Linked DNA regions of Sus scrofa: regions 2 and 3 are each linked to region 1. The links are chromatin contacts, called in public HiChIP or PLAC-seq maps. All regions are on one chromosome and are shown on one strand. Each heading gives the region's core, a stretch centred on a gene start, on an enhancer-like site or on the middle of the called end of the contact. The rest is flanking DNA. Distances are from core to core; before and after follow the strand shown. Region 1 holds the start of MEX3A (RNA-binding protein MEX3A). Region 2 holds the start of GLMP (glycosylated lysosomal membrane protein). Region 3 holds the start of RXFP4 (relaxin/insulin like family peptide receptor 4).

Region 1 (3,426 bases), core at 484-2,983:
CCACTCTTGCTTAGAGTCGGGAGCGCCCAATCCCACAAGGTTAAGTTAAATCCTTGAGCCAGAAGATACCCCTCCCCAAACCCCGAGCCTTCCAGGCTTTCTCAGTCATGGCTCCCCTGCCCTGGATCTCCTGCTGGGCAAAGAGAATCGAGAGCCCCCCCAGAGTGTGCCAACACCCACCCGCTTCTGAGATCCTTCACCCTGGCTCCCGCCCTTCCACTGGTGTGCAGATTTACTCTTTGTGAGAATCAGTTTAGGGAACTGGGCTTTGCAGCAGCTCAGCCCTCATGGCCTCACAGTGCCTGGTCTGTGAGGTCATCTCCTCTGTTCCTCTGCCTCCAAAGAGGACTTTACCTCACAAACTAGTTCGGATTTTTGGGTTCAAAGGCACTCCAGGAAAGGGCACCCTTCCATGGCTGCTCACCCACACATTCTTATAAAATTCTTTTGGGAAGTTCTTAAAAGTCTGATCTCAAGCCCTCAAGTTGCAGTGCCATCCTTTCTCCTACTGGGAAAGACCCAGGCATAAAGAGAGTGACAAAAGAAATGCCAAAGCTATGGGGTGAGGGGAGAAGAAAAGATTGCTTTACACTCCAACTTCCACAAGCTCCCCTAAAAGTCCCCAGCTGTCCAATTCGTGCCTTAAATACTGATTTTTTACTTTCACCAAATTTCCAGAGTCACAAGGTATTATTCAATGGGAGAAAGATGGGTGAGGCAAAGCAGAATGACGGTTAAGGCTAAAGAACAGATCGCCCCCAAGCTGTATGCACGGCCCAGGTCTGAGGAAGCCCGGGTCTCCATTCCATCGGGTCTCTCTTTCCTCCTCCTGTCGCACCCAAAGCTCCCGGCTCTCCCTAAACTGTTAAGTCACATCACGTCTTTCAGACTTCCCTTGCTTCCCCATTCTCGGTCCCCTACTTCTCTCCTCTCTTTCCACCCCTTCGTCCTCCTCACCTCAACACTCCAGAGCCCTCCCGGTTCCCTCTACAGATCAGAAGGAAGTGAACTAACTCACCTCCCAGTCGGTGCCTCTCAGATCTCCGAGACTGGGGGGCAGGAGGGGATGAGGGAGGATGGCTTGCCGCTTGGGGATGAGGGGACCCCGTCTTTTGCCAGGGGGTCCCACCCTCCAACCCGGCACCCCATCCCGGCTCCCAGAGCGCGCAGGACCAAGCTCTCCCCGCATCGCGGCTGCGGGCTTTGTCTGCTCTGCGGAGAACCTCTCCCCGCGGCCGGGAGCCGGGATATACTCTGGGAGAGCGGGAGGGGGGAGCGGAGAGCTGAGAGGGAGCGCGACAGGGAGGGGGAAGAGGGGAGAGAGCGAGAGAGCGAGAGAAAGCCGCAGTGACCCAGCCGGGACCGCTCCCCGCCCTCTCGCCCCCCCTCATTATCATAAGAAAGAAGGACCTGAGACTGGCCCGGATCGGGAAGGAGCCCGTCTTGGGAGGGGGGACACACTCCATTAGCCTTTTTTCGACCCGAACCGTTTCTGTACACTGACTCCTCTCCCGGTGCCCGCCCCTCGGAAAAATGAGGGACCTCGACTTCCATCCCACCCTCAGCTTCGCCTCTGAGCCGCGGGTAAAGACCGAAGGCACATCCCTATCCTCCTCGGGTCAGGGAATTCGTCCCCTCGCCCCCAAGGGCGGGAAACTACAACTCCCGGCATGCCCCGGGCGCCCCCGGCGCGCCCCCCTCCCGTCAGTTCCATGCTGCTCCATCCAGTTCATTTAAAACAAAAGAGTTTGAGCGCTGGAAGGGGCTGGGCTCTATTGGGGGCCACTGAGCGCCGCTCCTGGACTGGGGCTCGGTGCGGGAGCCTAAGGGGGGCGTCTGGACGGCGGGGTCTAGAGACTCCCGGGCCTGAGGCGGGAGGGGTGGGGGCAGAGATCCCGCAGCCCCCCGCCCCCCGTCACCCCCGGAGAAGAGAGGAGATCTGCTTTCTTGGTTTTGCTTCTCTTTCCCCCCACCCCCACCCCGGGGGCTGGGGCGAGGGGAGTCGGGTTACAGGGTGTTTGGGGAGGGGGGCTTAGGGGGAGGGTCTATCTTTCTATCTCGCTTTCTTCCCCCCTCCCCAGTTCTTTGTTCCCCCTCCCCACACACCCCCCTCCTCTCCTCTCCCCTCCCCTCCTCTCTCCTCTTTTCCCTTCCACCACCTCTCTCTCTCTCCCTCTCTCTCTCTCCCCCAGCTTTTGTTTCGCCATGCCTAGTCTAGTGGTATCTGGAATAATGGAAAGAAATGGGGGCTTTGGAGAACTAGGATGTTTCGGGGGAAGCGCTAAGGACCGAGGGCTGCTGGAAGACGAGCGCGCCCTTCAGCTGGCTCTCGATCAACTCTGCCTCCTGGGTTTGGGGGAGCCCCCCGCCCCCACGGCGGGCGAGGACGGGGGAGGTGGGGGGGGCGGCGCCCCCGCGCAGCCGGCCGCCCCCCCGCAGCCGGCCCAGCCGCCGCCGCCCGCGGCGCCCCCGGCCGCCCCGACAGCGGCCCCCGCGGCGCAGACGCCCCAGCCCCCCACCGCCCCCAAAGGGGCCAGCGACGCCAAGCTCTGCGCTCTCTACAAAGAGGCCGAGCTGCGCCTGAAGGGCAGCAGCAACACCACCGAGTGTGTACCCGTGCCCACCTCCGAGCACGTGGCCGAGATCGTGGGCAGGCAAGGTAAGCGGGCGCCGGGACCGTGGAGAGAGACTGGAGTGGGGGGCACCCCATCCCTAGCACGGAAAGTTCATTTCCTCCCTCCTTGCCCGCCTCTGGCTTGGTCTCTTCCCCACAAAGGGGGACCCGCCCCCTACCCTGATTTCCAAGTGCCACAAAGTTCCCGGCTACCCCCCAGTTGGGACTGTTCTCCAGATCCTTCCTCCCCTCAGGGCTGTGCCCTTAGACAAAGAAATATCCTCCGGTGGAGAGAGGGAAAAGGGAGGGGGATTGGTCTTCCAATCCGGGGAGGCTGTCCGGAGGGGGTGTCCACTCCTAGCCGGAAAAACTGGCAGAATGTGCAAAGAGTTACTCCGAGGCCCCTACTCCGGCATCTGCTAGTGGGTTGGGGAGGGGGCACCCCTGGGACCCCCAGCCGCCTGGAGTTACAGACTTTGGGGGAGACCTGGCCCGGGAAGCCAGACTGAGTATCTGTCTCTTTGTTGGGCTGAGTGTAGGAATGGAAGGGGGTGTGGCTCATGGGAGGGTCCCAGCCTGGGGGTGAGGTGGGGAAGGGGGACTGCTGGGAGGAGGGAGTCCTGTGGTCACCCACACACCAAAGTTGAATGGTCTGTGGGGTTTCGGAAGGGGTGCTTGCAACGAAGTGCCACGTCCTGGTGTGGACCTCTCCTCCTCCCTCTCAGGCTTTTGTTCTGGGCTGGCCACAGCGAGGGGCCAGAGGCCTGAAGAGGGGTCTCTGGTAGTGAGAGAGTAGGACTGGGCGGGATGGG
Region 2 (3,426 bases), core at 675-3,174, 190 kb before region 1:
AACTTACGCATGCCGCTAGTGCTGCCCTAAAAAAGAGACTAAAACATAAAATGTTTAACCTTACAGGGAAATGAGTTTTTAGAAAGCACTTACTTTCCAGGATGTGGGGGATATGGACCCTCAAACATGGTGTGAGTATTAATTGATGAACCCCATAGAGGGCAATTTGAGCAATTCTACTCCTGGGTACTTAACCTATAGATTTGGTTGCAAATATGTATGAAATGCTGTTCATAAAAATACATTCCTTCCAGTGTTCTTTGCCACAAGAAAGTGTTGCAAACTATCAAGGCTCTGGCTAAATATATTCAGGGAACATTTTCCCCTGCAATGAAAGACTGGAGAATAAGGCAGCTCCAAGTGCATTGATACAGAGCAATCCTCAATATATAAGTGAAAGAGCAAACTGCAGAACAGTACTTGGATTCCAGGATACATAGTATATGTGTATACATATATGTATGTAGTATGCAATAGATATATATGCTTGAGCATTGCATAGAATGTTTTTAGGAAGGATACATAAGCTGGTAATAGCGGTTGTCTCAAGGAAGGACCCAGGTTGCAGAGGAGAAGGGGTGATAATCCTTTGGTACCTTACGAATATTATACCATGTGCATTTATTTTTAGTCAAATAATTTTAGGATTAGGCTAAAAAAAAAAACCCAAATCAAAAAGTGCATTCAGTGGAGTTCCCGTCGTGGCGCAGTGGTTAACGAATCCGACTAGGAACCATGAGGTTGTGGGTTCGATCCCTGCCCTTGCTCAGTGGGTTAACGATCCGGCGTTGCTGTGAGCTGTGGTGTAGGTTGCAGACGTGGCTCGGATCCCGCGTTGGTGTGGCTCTGGCGTAGGCCAGTGGCTACAGCTCCGATTCAACCCCTAGCCTGGGAACCTCCATATGCCGCGGGAGCGGCCCAAGAAGTAGCAACAATAACAACAACAACAACAACAAAAAGGCAAAAGACAAAAAAAAAAAAAAAAAGTGCATTCAGGAGTTCCCATCGTGGCGCAGTGGTTAACGAATCTGACTAGGAACCATGAGGTTGCGGGTTCGATCCCTGCCCCTGCTCAGTGGGTTAACAATCCGACTGTGAGCTGTGGTGTAGGTTGCAGACTCAGCTTGGATCCTGCGCTGCTGTGGCTCTGGCATAGGCCGGCAGCTACAGCTCTGATTTGACCCCTAGCCTGGGAACCTCCCATATGCCGCTGGAGTGGCCCAAGAAATGGCAAAAAGACAAAAAAAAAAAAAAGCATTTGTTTAGCCAGACATCAACTCCCTTTGAAAAATACTGCTTTCATTTTCTATTTTCTGAAGTTTCTTTTCTCAACCATAAAATTGTGAGCTCTTCCAGACAAGAATGTGCATACCTGGAAACTCAGTAAATAGTAATAATTGACAAAAAGTTCCCTCTGAGGTGTGCTATCCCCTGCCCCCACCGCCCCACATTCCTTCAAATTTCCTCTGTGCCTTCCCTGCCTCAGAGTCGTTTTGCAGATTCCATTTGAATCTTGAATCCAGACAACATGCCCACTTACAGCTTAGTTTAGTGGGACAGTTGGGTAGGAGAGGTTGGGAATATTTGGGAATATGTCTGCCAATCTAGGCCAGGATGACTTGCTTGCCAGCTCAGTTGGGGATGATGAACAATGCTTAACTTTTTTTTTTTTTTCCCTTTTTTGCCACACGGTCAGTGTGCGGAAATTCCTGGGCCAGGGATCGAACCTACGCCGCACAGCAGCAACCAGAGCCACAGCAGTGAGAACATAGGATTCTCAACGCGCTAGGCCATCAGAGAACTCTCCGCTTAACCTTTCTGATTCTATTCTCACGCAAGCCTAAATCTGAGTTAAGGGAGGCGGTCTCTTTAAGAACTGCTGTGATGGCCCCGCCCTTTAAAGAGATCAGCTGAATCTCTGAGTCATATGACCCAGCGTCTCTTCCGCCCTCTGAAGTTAGAACTGCATGGGTAGCTGTGAGGAGCCCTGCCGGGGTTGGGGGCACTATGTCCCCAGCCCCGTGCTCCTCCTGAGTCTACTTCTGACAGCAGCTCCTTTTGGCCTGCTGGGGGAGGAAACCCGCCAGGTGAGGGACTAGAGCAATCCTGTTTCAGGATGTGCTGCCTTGAAGGGTGGTTGGAATCTAGGATAACCGAGAGGTGGGGGTGGAGGGTGCTTGCATTGAGAAGAGTTTCTTCAACCCTGGGGGTGGGGACAGCCATGGATCATGGGACAGAATTGAGAAGTAGGATGTATGAGGGCTTCCTGTCTTCCCGGGAAATCTGAACTCTGACTTAGCCCTGAGTAAGCCAGATCCAGGCAAGTATTGGATTTTTTTTTTTTTTTTCTTCTCTCAGCCCTGTGTCCTTATCTCTCCACTAGAGTCAAGGCCGTTTTCTCTACCCACCTCTCCTTACAGCAGGAATCTCTTAGCTCCCACAAGCATTGCTCTTGCCTAGGCCCCAAGGTCCCACCGTTTCCCCATCATTTCCCAAGCCCCCTTCCCTGTCCCCAAACATCTGCCCTGTGTCTCTCCCTGATCCTGTTCCCTTGACCCTCCCACTACTCCATGTTCTAGGTGTCTCTGGAGGTCATCTCTGACGGGCTGGACCCTCCCCAGAACCTGCTTCATATCCATGCAGTGGGTACCAACTCCACACTGCACTATGTGTGGAGCAGCCTAGGGCCCCCAGCAGTGCTACTAGTGGCCACCAATACCCCCCACAGCACCCTGCGTGTGAACTGGAGCCTCCTGATCTCCTCTGACCCTGAAGGGAGCTTGATGGTGCTCCCCAAAGACAGCATCCAATTTTCTTCTGCCGTTGTCTTTACCAGGGTGAGGAGGTTGGGGGAAACCGAAGGGAATCAGTACAGAGGAGAGACTTCATTTGAGTTAGAGAAACTGAAGACTGGGGGTAGATGAAATAGAGGTATGAGAGCCGGGGGTGGGGGGCAGTGACTTGGGGGGTGGTGACTCAGGAGAAACCTGGACTCTGGCAAGCCCAGTCCCTCCTCACCCCCACCCGCCAGCTGTTTGAATTTGACAGCACCAACACATCCGATGCAGTGACAAAGCCTCCAAGAAAATCGTATCCTCCGTATTCCTTGGCTGAGTTCTCTTGGAACAACATCACTGATTCATTGGATCCTGCCACCCTGAGTGCCACATTTCGAGGCCACCCCATTCACGACCCTACCGGGGCTTTTGCCAATGGCAGCTTGGCCCTCAGGGTAAGGGTATGGGGAATCAGAACTCAAAAGGCTGGTTGATAAGGGTGGGAGTTGATGAGGGTCGCCTTCAAACACAGGTATCTGCCTGCTTCCCACGCCTCCCATGCCTCTTCCATCCTAGGTGCAGGCATTCTCCAAATCTGGCCGACCAGCACAACCCCCTCGCCTCCTGCACACAGCGGACACCTGCCAGC
Region 3 (3,426 bases), core at 579-3,078, 140 kb after region 1:
TTGGCCTGTCCTTATCTTCTCTTCTTCCTCCCAAATCCTGATTTAAGGAGAAACGCATGGGCTACGCCCAGCCAGCAACAGGGGTTTGCACTCCAGGCTTGGCTGGAGCTAGGCATCCAGCATGACCCCACACGAGGCATCTCCCTGCAGGGGGAACTACAGCTTTTGCAGCTGAGGTGTCTGTGGGCACCAAGTTTTTGAGGGCACTACTGAGATGGTAAGAAGGTAGAGATGGCCAGAGGAGGCCACATTTGGCCCCAACACCAGAAGAAGGACAAGGGTACACCCATTTGAGGTGAGGGAGGTGGGATGGAGAGGATAGAGCCAATTAGCCTAGGACCCTTAGGGAAAATTTCCTAGAAAAGTTCACAGGAGGCAGACACGGGACAAAGAATCCTTTAGGCCACACTGACCTGGAGGTGGAACCAGGATGAAAGGTGCACACACTTTGTGGATGCTCCAGAGGTTTATTCTCAGATCCTCTTCATTCCCATCTCCACGTGGAGACTTCTGGTTCTTCCTACCCAGCCCTGATCTGGGCCCCGGCCTCCCCCATTCTCCCACTGCCAGACTTGGGGATCAAAGATCAGACTCTCCCTGAGAGCGTTACATTACAGCAGAGAAGCCAGCTTTTCTCTCCCTGGGATGCGTGGATCCTGCACCTGACCTGGCAGACCCCCAGAAAGAGGGGGATTAGCTTGCTCCCTTCACCCAGCTGTCCCTTTGTCCCGGTTGGTGGGCATGGCAGAAGGGCCACCATCCCTAGGGGTGATCTCCTCCCACCGCCTGCCCACTTCCTTTAGGGCCACCTGTTCCACCCAGCCCCGGCCCTGCGGCCACAGCCTTGCTCTCAGGTCCCTGAAGGTGACTTCCAGGGCCCGCCGGGGCTCCCGCCTTAGGAGGCAGTACAGCACAGGGTTGAGGCAGCTGTTGCTGTGTGCCAGGCAGGTGGTGACAGGGAAGACATAGGTATGGATGGTGTAGAAAGTGCTGTCCCAGGGCACCAAGTCAAACTTCACCAGGACACCCCAGAAAGTGACCACATGGTTGGGGAACCAGCAGAGGAAGAAGGAAGCCAGAAGGATGCGGATGGAGCGGGCCACAACCCTGTTGTCCTGCCGTCGCTGTCGCCGCCGTCGCAGGAAGGCCAGCAGCAGCAGGTAGCTGGTGGTGATGATGCCCAGTGGCACCATAAAGGCCAGGACCACCCTCTGCAGCTGGTAGGCCCCCAGCCAATACCTGCTGGGAAAGCGCAGCAGACACAACCGCACGCCACACAACTCGCCCTCAGCCCCAAAGACAGCCGTGGGCACCGTCACCAGGGCAGCTGCTACCCACACTGCCAGGGTGGCCACACGGGCCCAGAAGAGCGAGAGGTGGGTACCTGGTCCCCCAGCCATGGCCACCACCCAGTATCGGGCAACACTCAGCGCCGTGATGAGGAAGATGCTGGCATAGATGTTGAGGACGGTGGCTGTCAGGATCATCTTGCAGAGGGCACCTCCGAAGGGCCAGTGGAAGTCCAGCGCCGACTCAGCTGCCCAGAAGGGAAGAGTGAGTGCCAGCCCCAGGTCTGCCAGAGCCAGATTGAAGACAAAAGTGTCAGAAGGTGGGCAAGGGGCTCTCCGAGCGCAGTTACCCAGCACCCACAGCACAGCCAAATTTCCCAGTAAGCCGACGGCCCCCACAAGCCCATAGGCCAGGGCAACCATGACCCTCAGGGCTAGGAATCCAACAGGCATCGTTGCATCATCAGCACTCAGCACGCTGCCTCCAGACGCATTGACCCAGAAAGCGGGCAGGGGGGCAGAGGTATTGGGTGTGGGCATCGCAGGGCATCAGATGTCAGTGGTGCAGGGCAGAGGGGCCAGCGAGTGTCTGCCAGGCTGGTAGGGGCCGCCTAGGGCGCTCTGCAGGTTGCTGTAGATCTGAGCGCTTCTCTGCTTCTCTGGGGCCTCTGGCTGCCTGGAGGCCCAGCCCACGGTCATACCTCATAGGGCGGGTCCTGGAGGGACAACCTGCCTCTTCTCTGTTGGTCTTGGGGTGGGTGGGGCAGGGTGAGGGAGGACCAGAACCCTGGGATAAGTGCGTGCGTGCGTGCGTGCCTGCGTGCGTGCGTGTGTCTCCATGCAGAAGAGAGGGAATGGGGAAGGGGAAATTATCCCACTATGAAGGGCAGCCCCAAGCCTCCACCCAGGGAGGGGACCAGAGATACCCCATCTGAGGGATGGCAGGAACCAAACTATAACCCCCTCTATTCCTAACTGTTCAGGGGCCCCCTTCTCTGCAGAAAGTGCTCCCTGGGCACCTGGGGAGGTGGGCTGGGAGGGGGCGTAGGGGCAGGCAAGGCTCTGGAGTCCCAATTCTACTACCACTCTGTGACTTTAGTGAATTTCTTCCCTCCTCTGAACCTCAGTTTCCTTACTTAAATTTTTCAAATTAAAATCTCTCTTCACGGGATTAGTGTGATAAAATGAGATGACACATATGAAAGGGCACTTTGTGCCTTGCTATTTGCACAAATGGTTATTATTTCAAAGGAAAAGTTGGGGGCCTTTGTGGCAGAAGGGAGCAAGGTACTAAGCAGTTATTAACACCATGGCCAGGGAACAGCGCCAACGAAAACACAGGTTGGAATTCGTTGCAGCAGCAAGTGACCTTGAGGCTAAAAGCAGGGAAGAAAAGGGGAGAGGAAGTCACAGCTTCCTGTTCCCTCCCCACTGGGAATGCAGCCTATGAGGACCTGAGTGGCCCTGGGGCATGCCCTTGGTTCTCTTCCTGCTAAGAAGTCCTGCTAGCCTCGATCACTAACGCCCACAGCCATTTCACACTTTCCTGCTCTAATCTGAGGTCAATGGTGCCTCCATTCTCTCCTCCAACCCCCAAACCGCGTTTCAGAGCTGCGGATGCTGAGATACACCTTCACCACACCCCATCCTGTCTCCTCATGATCTCAGTCCTAATTGGAAAAAATGCCTCAATGGGTCCTTCCCTTTTGTGCCCATAGCCCTAACCGTTGCAGAATTTGCTGTGATGAGAGAAAGGAGAGGAGATGGGGGTGTGGAGGGCAGGGTGCAGATAAAGGAATAATGCTTTTTCAAGGATTCCAAAATATTCAACACCTTCCTGCCCTGTGCCAACCCATTAAGATGTTTGATGTTCAGTTCCCTTGAATGCTGGGGGAGGAGAGGAGCCCTGTCAGGATAATCAACAGCTGGTCTGAGGAACCCTATAGGAGAAGCCCAGAGGTGAAAGAGATCCAGACTGCGTGCCAGGATGTTTGGGTCCTTCAGCAAGGGATACGTGTGAAGTGGTTAGCAGAAGGGGAGTGCCCAGCCCAAGTTCAGGTGAGCCCCAGGGGTCACCTGCTGGCCTCAGGGAGTGCTCCTGCGTGACTTCATGCCAATCACTCTGTCTCTCAGGGCC

The links. HiChIP or PLAC-seq counts read pairs in DNA pulled down with a chosen protein or histone mark.
Region 2: an H3K27ac HiChIP or PLAC-seq map of alveolar macrophages shows a contact between it and region 1, with 3 times the contacts expected there. The contact joins the promoter of GLMP here to the promoter of MEX3A in region 1. A contact is called at or near these places in 1 of 5 promoter capture datasets (fetal liver), 1 of 47 Hi-C or Micro-C datasets (embryonic fibroblasts) and 2 of 2 datasets of contacts at active chromatin or transcription factors (alveolar macrophages and skeletal muscle).
Region 3: an H3K27ac HiChIP or PLAC-seq map of alveolar macrophages shows a contact between it and region 1. The contact joins the promoter of RXFP4 here to the promoter of MEX3A in region 1. A contact is called at or near these places in 8 of 47 Hi-C or Micro-C datasets (embryonic fibroblasts, fetal skeletal muscle, liver and 4 more) and 2 of 2 datasets of contacts at active chromatin or transcription factors (alveolar macrophages and skeletal muscle).

Annotation. Positions count from the first base shown.
Region 1 is chr4:93,948,143-93,951,568 of Sscrofa11.1, forward strand. It overlaps MEX3A (RNA-binding protein MEX3A), which reads left to right and starts at 1,734. Exons shown (of 2, transcript XM_021089689.1): 1 at 1,734-2,659. The coding sequence starts at 2,206.
Region 2 is chr4:93,757,015-93,760,440 of Sscrofa11.1, forward strand. It overlaps GLMP (glycosylated lysosomal membrane protein), which reads left to right and starts at 1,925. Exons shown (of 5, transcript XM_005663295.3): 1 at 1,925-2,087; 2 at 3,032-3,232; 3 at 3,354-3,426. The coding sequence starts at 1,968.
Region 3 is chr4:94,083,267-94,086,692 of Sscrofa11.1, forward strand. It overlaps RXFP4 (relaxin/insulin like family peptide receptor 4), which reads right to left and starts at 1,829. Exons shown (of 1, transcript NM_001005844.1): 1 at 708-1,829. The coding sequence starts at 1,829. The coding sequence ends at 708.